Linked DNA regions of Gossypium hirsutum: region 1 is linked to region 2. Evidence: chromatin contacts called from public Hi-C data. All regions are on one chromosome and are shown on one strand. Each heading gives the region's core, a stretch centred on a gene start, on an enhancer-like site or on the middle of the called end of the contact. The rest is flanking DNA. Distances are from core to core; before and after follow the strand shown.

Region 1 (4,162 bases), core at 96-2,595, 300 kb after region 2:
TTTATAAATAACACAACGGCTCGATTTCAAAGAGAATTTTTTAAACTTCCACTGTGCCTATTGACACTGCTTTCTAAATTGATTTTTCCAACACAGCCTATGTACATGCCATTACAAAACCTTCTAATACAGTAATACAAAGGAAACTATGTCTTTCTAGTCTCAAACAATGATGTGTTTCTTCTAAGACCCGATCTCTACTTTCTTAGAAAGGTTTTCTACCCACACATTTAAACCACTAATGCATAATGCATTAAGCTCAAAGAGTTTAGTAACTACGCTAGGACATCCAATTTATCATTCTTACAGTTTGTGTCAAGTCTTTTTACAAATTAAAAGCTTCGCTTTGACTAAACCACTGACAAGTTACCAATTTTTTAGCTCATTGTTTGTACCATGCTCATTTTCCACTAGCCTACATGGCTTCCTTTATTTCAAAACCTATCAATATAAAACTTATGTTCATTTCACTTGTTTGAAATATAGCTCTTTAATGTTAAAATTCTTATTTCACTAATTCAAAATATTAATGAAATTGATGTTTACACTTAGGTCCACTCTTATTTAATTATTCATTTTTAAATCATATCAATTTATTCGTGTCCATTTCGACACTTACTATAATTGTAAGTTCAATTATCATTACTCATGAACACTTACCATGTCACTTTTGTTTCAATTTTAACAAGACATGTTTATTAATAATTCTTATTAGTCAAATTTTAAAACATTTCACCCTTAATAAATCTTAGCAAAATATACTTGGATACTCAAGATTCCAACTGAACACCCTAACATATATTGCTCTAAAGGCAAAACCATAAACACCTTGAAAAAAGATCCAAAATGCACTTATGTGCTATGCCATAAGGTATATAACCTTGCCTTAACACTAAATGTCAATCTTCAATACTAATGCACATACTAATCTTTATGACTTAGCAATTTTATCCTAACTATTTCACCAAATTTATTAGGGCACTTTAATATTTAATCACTTTGAGCAATAAATAATAGTTTGTGCATTTGTGGTATATATATATATATATAAAGAATCACTTTTTAAGTGCTTATTGAGCTATTTCATTAACATTTCATAAGTATTCATCTTCGTTTATCAATGAACAACACAATTACATACACTTGTAAGGAAAAAGAAATCACTTTTTAGTTATATATGTAATAGTCACACTAATATCACTTGGGTGAACTATGCCACCAATTACCCACGAATGCGCCCTGAAATATAGAATACCATTGCCCGCTTTGTTTGTGCTTGGGTATACATATAGATACAATTGGATTTGTTCAATGGGTTGGACTTTTTGTTTTGTATGGGTTTAAATTAATTGAATTGGGCTACCAATATGTATTCGGTTTAAACTTAGGGTTTTATTAATGTTTGCTTGTTTGGTTTGAGAAATTAAAGTGACAACCGATCAAGTAAGTTTATTTAAATCGAACTTTCGTTTTTATAAAAGTGGAACTCTCTCTCTATATATAAATTAAAGTGACAACTGATAACTGATGCATATGGATACCGAATCTTCAGTGCTAAGTCATTGGTTGTGCATTGTGATGCTACGAACAGATGAAAAGCAATTACACTTACTGTCTCATAGTATATAAATGCTTAACCACATCTATAAAAGTAGATACTTTTCTCTGTTTATTTACGCTGGCTTGGTATTCCGAAATGGTTGAAATGGTTTTTTCTGTTAACGAAGGAGACTGAAATGGTTAATAACATACAGCAATTGGTTTTTAATTGCTCTTATATCATGTGAAGGCTACAAAATTGTTGTAAAAACCAGAAAGAAATGCAGATAAAATTAAAGATCCCCTTGACCTTATATAAAAACATAATGTTTATTTGGAATCATAGGTGACTGAAAATCTAGTTTAAAATGGTGGTAACCATGTGATAGCAATGGGGCTTCTTACTTTGTGCACTCCGTCCTTCCACACCAGCCCTCCAAACTCAGGCATTGTTTGTGGGGATTTTCTTGTGAAACTGATCTTGTAAGACAGTTTCTGGTTTCTTCTAGTGAAATTTAGAGTTTTGGGCTCAACTTTAATGGTGACGCCTTTAAATGGTGAAACTACAACATGGTAATGTGAAGCAGGAGGACCAACATTTGTGACTGTTCTATGGAGAGTCAAAGTTGAAATGGCTGTATCTTCTGGGAAGACAACTGAGATTGCTGGGTAGTTCAAATCTCCTGGAGTGGCAAGGGTGTTGTGATGGCAAGACATATTGGAATGCTTGCTAAAAGCTTTTAGCTGCATTGCAGTCAATTTCTGTGTGCAGAGGAATACAAAGTAATCCTGGGCTGAAATGTCATAGATCAAACCTGGGTCTAGAGCTTTCAAAGGTTGATATGACCAGCTCCATGATCATAGGGAGTGGAAGCTGCTGCAGTGGAAGAGTCTTGGAGTGGATTATGGATGTTATCATGAACATAAGCGGTTGTCATTAGAGCAGATTTAACTGCTGCGGCACTCCAATCTGGGTGTCTGGCCTTGATCAAGGCAGCAATTCCACTAACATGAGGGCATGACATTGAAGTCCCTGATAATATGTTGAATCTCACTCTCCTATGATCTGTTGGAAGACTTGACGGACCCAATTCTCCAGTCCAGGCTGCAAGGATGTTCACCCCTGGCGCAACCACATCAGGTTTGAGAATTTCAAGTGTGAGGAAATTTGGTCCTCTAGATGAAAATGCTGCCACCACTGGTGATGGCCTAACACCCAATCTGGTACCTAAAAAGGCTAGAGTTGCGGTTGGTTTCCCATTTGTTAAGGCATAATGTTTGATTGCTTTCCCTTCCATCTCTCCCACTGCAACTGCTGGAAGTAGGTGACAATCTGCAACAAGCTCCTCCCCATTTGCTGCAGTGTTTGTCAAAATCATTCCTACTCCTCCAGCATCTTTCACTACTTGACCCTTTTGCACTCTAGGACTTATTCCTCGATCACATATCACAATTTTCCCAGAAACAACATGTGGATCCAAAGTTCCCTCTAAGCATAATGAACTTGGATTAGGGCTGCTTGAGTTACTACCCATATAAACAAGAGGGTATTGCTTGTTTGCCTGCAGTAACCTTCGCCCTTTGTAGAGTGAAACTCCAGGTATGGTTCTCCCACTCCCTAGCTTAACATTACCTGGAAAATCTCTATCCATGGTGCTAGCACCGACTGTAGTGATCCATGGTGGTACATTAGTGAGGCTGACAGGATCTGGTCCTCCATTGCCAGCTGAGCAAGAGACAAAAACACCCATCTCCATTGCTCCAAAAGTTGCTATCGCCAAACTGTCGTGAGAGTAAGATAAAGCTCCACCACCCAAAGATATCGACAACACATTCACTCCATCACCCACCGCTCTATCAACCGCTGACAGAATATCCGAGCTGAAGCATCCACCAGTCCAGCAAACCTTGTAGGCTGCAATTCTTGCACCAGGAGCCATTCCTCTAGCTGTTCCATAGGCATAACCAAGAAGATTTGCACCTCGTACCGGAGAGCCAGCAACAGTGGCTGCTGTGTGAGTACCATGTCCATCTTGATCTCGAGGTGATTTATATTCGTTTTTCTCATTGATTTTCCCAGTGGCAGCTTCATATCCCCGGTAGAACACTCTTGCACCCACAATTTTCCTGTTGCAGTGATGCTTTTTAAAGCCTCGTCCAGTTTCACATGTTCCTTTCCAGTGAGGAGGAACGGGTGTCATCCCTGTATCATTAAAGCTAGCACTTTCCGGCCAAATTCCAGTGTCAAGTACCCCAACTATGACGTCATGATCCGCAAGTTTTTGAGACCAGATGCTAGTACTTTCTTCTGGTTCTAATCCAAGGAACATAGGACTCCTTGTGGTGTGTAATTCATACTTGGTCTCTGGAAGTATAGCAACTACACCATCTTCTTGTTTTAGCCTCTCAGCTTCTTCTTCAGTTAACTGAGCGGCAACACCATGAAAAGCATTTTGGTAGCTATAGATGATCCTATTTTCACCATCTCCTTCACCTTCACTCTGGGTATCGGACATTACCGACTTTAATTTCGATGAGTACCATTCCAGAGGACTGGAGAATGATGCTGGCATTGCAGACTTGTGCATTTGGACGATGTAGGTCTTCTTTATTAATGAGTTGC
Region 2 (3,923 bases), core at 989-3,488:
CTGAAATGAAGTTGAAAAGAACATGTTATGGTTTCTTTACAAAAACGACCTACAAGAAGTCAGCAACACGCTTATGTTCGAAGAAAAAGTAACTCACCGGACCTTCTTCCGTGACTTAAATGGGTAACGTGATGGTGGTGAGGGGGAAAATTCAGTAGGTAGCTGAGGCGGGTCGGCGTCACCAGTGAGGATGGCAACAACTTCCTTCATGGAAGGGCGACGTGCCGGTGATTTCTGCAAACAAAGCAAAGCAACTGTGATACACAAAAGAGCCTGTTCTTGTTTCAAAGACTGTATACTCTGGTCAATCAAATCAAAGAGCTTCCCAGTTTGTGCAAGATGCTTCGCCCAGGAAGTGAGATTGGCCCGCTGAAACTCCGCCATAGGAGAGCCTGTAACCTGCAAGGGTCGCCTCCCTGCAATGAGAACCAATAGTAGAACTCCAAAGCTGTAAACATCACACTTCTCTGATGGATCACTTCCTCCACCATACTCAGGAGCAATGTAGGAAACGGTTCCTCTCATACTGGGGGTACTGCTAATCCCACCACTCTTGGGAATCTCCCCACTAAATGAATCATACCAGTCCACACTTCCAATACTGCTTTTACTCCTCTTCTTCTTCCTCGCATCATCAAGCGGCCACCAATTCTCCCAACCACCATTATCATCACTATGGCACATTGCCATCTCTCTCTTCTTCTTTTTGTTTGTTTTTGAAAGCTCTGCGCAATACTCCTCTTTCCACCACTCCCTTGTCGGTCTCCTCTTTACATTGTTTTCCTTATCGTCCTCTATTGACACCCACCATTCCAATCGTTTTTTGCTCTTCTTATTCTTCTTCTCCCCCGATTTAGCTTTCATTTCATAGCTTGAAGAAGCCACTGAAGTAATCCAATCATTACTGGGTCTCTCTTTCTTAATCTCACTTCCTATCCATTCCATCACATAACCCTTCACTTTCCCACTCTCTCCCACTGCGCCCATATCTTGCTTCCACCACCAATCGCTGCTGGAGCCGCCACTCTGCTTCCCGCCACCATTGACCAATTCTTTTCCATTCTCAACACTTGCTCTATCGAAATTCCCCTCCGAGACCGACACGCTTCCTTTCTCCATAATTTCAGGAGATGTTGCAACTGCCGGCGGAGAAACGGCAACTGTAACAACCTCCGAATTCTCCGCAATAGATCCATAATCCTCAAATCCTGTAGCTACACTCTCTGTTTCCGCTATAGATCCATGATCCTCAGCAATTTCCAGTTTAATTTCCTCTGATTTCAACCTTGCTAGTCCAAAATCAGCAATTTTGGCTGAAAAATACTGATCCAACAATATGTTACTAGGCTTAATATCTACGTGAATTACTGGAGGGTCTAATCCATGGAGATATTCAACTCCCTTGGCAATATCAACAGCAATTGAAAATCTCTGTTTCCAGTTCATTAACTCGGGGCATTTTCTATGAAGCAACGCGTCTTGCAGATTGCCGTTAGGCATGAGCTCGTAAACAAGGAGCATTCGACGTCGTTTTCGGTCGTGAGAGAAGCCGAGGACTGGAACGACCAGGGAAGAATCGAGTTTTGAAACGAAGAAGAGCTCGTTTTGGAACTCGCGTTCGCCCTGAAGAGAACTGGCGTCCATCACCTTAACAGCGACGGTTTGAATGTTTTTGCTTCGGCTGTCGTCATGATGGAGGTTCTTCGAGATGGTAGCGCGGTAAACAGAGCCAAAGCCCCCTTGACCGAGGAGCCGTGAAACGGAGAAAGAGGAGGTAGCGCGACGGAGGACGGAGTACGAAAACCGGTATGGCGGCTTGGAGTCGGTGGGAACAGTGCGTTCACGTCGAATTTTGCGAAGGCACAAGGATAGAACGAGTAAGATTGAAAAGGCCGCTGTGAAAGCTACGATAGGTGGGAGGATGAGACGTATGGGTAAAGGGCGGTGGTGGATCAACGGCGGTTGCCGCAGCGGTGGGAGCGAGCGAGGCATCATAGAAAAAAAAAAAAAAAAAGAAGAAAGAAAAAATCGGGCTTTCTCTTTGGCTTCTAGATGTATAACTGTCAAGTGGTATTGTTAAAAGCAAAATGTGGTTCGTGGGTTGTTTGTTGTTGAGAGGGTGTAATGATTTGTACTTTTTTTCCCTGAATTAAATGACAAAAAAAAAAGAAAAAAGAAGAGATGATTAGTACAACTCGAAAACAAAACTTCAGACCATCTCCCTCACTTCTCTTCTTACTCCGAAAAAAAAAACTCAACGAAACAAATTTAAAGCACTTTTAAGTTTCAGTCAGGAATATCAATAGTTTCTTTTAGCTACACAGTCATTCTAAAATTACTTTATTCCTATTTTTACATATTTTAATTTTCTTTTATCAAATATAACACCGTCATAAATAACGACTCTTATTTTTTAAAATCTAAATGAAAAGCTGATTAAGATACCATTTATTAAGAATAAAAGTTAAAAATAAAAATAAATTTACACGTAATTAAAATAAAAACTAAAAAAGTTTAAATAAGGGCAAAACAATAACATTTTAATTAAAAAAACACAAAAAAGGAATTAGGTTAAAACATCGAGATAACTTTTAGAAATTTTTAAAGTGTTTGGAACCCTAAATTAAATTGTAAATCAAATTTAAATTTGAGTTCAAGGTTTGATTAAGGTTCTAAAACATTCCCAATTTTTTTCAAAAGTTAACCTAAATTTACCCTTGGTTTTTCAAAAGTTAACCAAAATTTAGCCTTGGTTTTATTTTTTAGTTTTTATTTTTATCGGGTGTAAACTTATTTTTTTTCAATTTTTATTTTTAACATATGGCATCCTAGTTAACTTTCCATTTGAGTTTTTAATAAAACAGTGACCAAAACACAACGTCAGCATTGTCATCATATCATATTATCATCACATTGTCGTGTTTGAGTTTTTTACGAGTACATACAATTACAGCTCTGATCACTTTTGATCTTTTTAGAGATGTATTTGGTACTGCTTCCTTGATCACAACAACAATAACGTCACCAATATGAGCATATCGGCGATTACTAGCTCCTATGACTTGAATACACATAAATTCTTGGGCCTCTTTGTTATTTGCTACATTTAAATGAGTCTGAGGTTGAATCCTTTTTGAAATCTCTTTTTTTCAATGTAATAAAGGACGAAGAAAAAATGAAATATTGTTTGTAAAAAAAAAAAAAACTCGCAATTGTTTTTTTTATTCCCAAGACAAGACTTCTTTCCTTTGGTTCTATATTCCTATCCTGAAATAATGAATTAAACTTTAATAGGCATTTTTTATCCTGCTATTGAAATAGCCTTTCTGGCTATATTTTTGGCTACTCCGCTAATTTCATAAAGTATTTTGCCTGGTTTAGTGATAGCTAACCAATGCTCGGGAGATCTTTTCCCCTAACCTTTACGTGTTTCTGTAGGTCTACCGTAACGAGTTTGTCTGGAAATATATGTACCCATATTTTTCCACCACGGCATACATTTCATGTCATTGCATGGCGCTGTAACAGCCCTTACCCATACTCGAGATCGGGACTAGGTACGAGGCGTTACTAGACACATACTCAGATATTTTTGGAAGATACGGGTTATAAAATTTTGTTCTAATTTAAAACCGGTCAAACAACATCATAGTGTCCTTATTATGATCCTACAAGGCCCAAAACATATATTAAAAGCGATCTGGGACTAAACCGAGAATTATAAAAAATTTTAGTAAAATTACTAGAGTTATGCCTCACACGCCCGTTGATAAATCGTAATTTATACATATTTTTATCTCATGCTCAGTACATTTATGGATAATTTCTCCTTAGATTTGGTGAATTCGATGCTCCTAATCCTTTAATTTCATGTTTTATACTTAGGTGAGCATAGGAAAGTAAAAAGAGCGAGAAACAGGCCA

The links. Hi-C and Micro-C count contacts between places; a contact is called where the count stands out from the background.
Region 1: a Hi-C map of leaf shows a contact between it and region 2, with 2.3 times the contacts expected there. The contact joins the enhancer-like site here to the promoter of LOC107895067 in region 2. A contact is called at or near these places in 2 of 34 Hi-C or Micro-C datasets (both in leaf).

What each region holds. Positions count from the first base shown.
Region 1 is chrA09:37,571,661-37,575,822 of Gossypium_hirsutum_v2.1, forward strand. It overlaps the pseudogene LOC107933942. Among protein-coding and RNA genes, the nearest start is that of LOC107933939, 120 kb to the left of the region's middle. Within about 2 kb of position 1,346, at least 2 of the 9 cell types and tissues checked have an H3K27ac peak or open chromatin away from gene starts, as enhancers often do. A contact at or near this core is called in leaf, where this site is marked.
Region 2 is chrA09:37,275,608-37,279,530 of Gossypium_hirsutum_v2.1, forward strand. LOC107895067 (receptor-like serine/threonine-protein kinase At4g25390) reads right to left here and starts at 2,239. Exons shown (of 1, transcript XM_016820277.2): 1 at 1-2,239. The coding sequence starts at 1,995. The coding sequence ends at 94.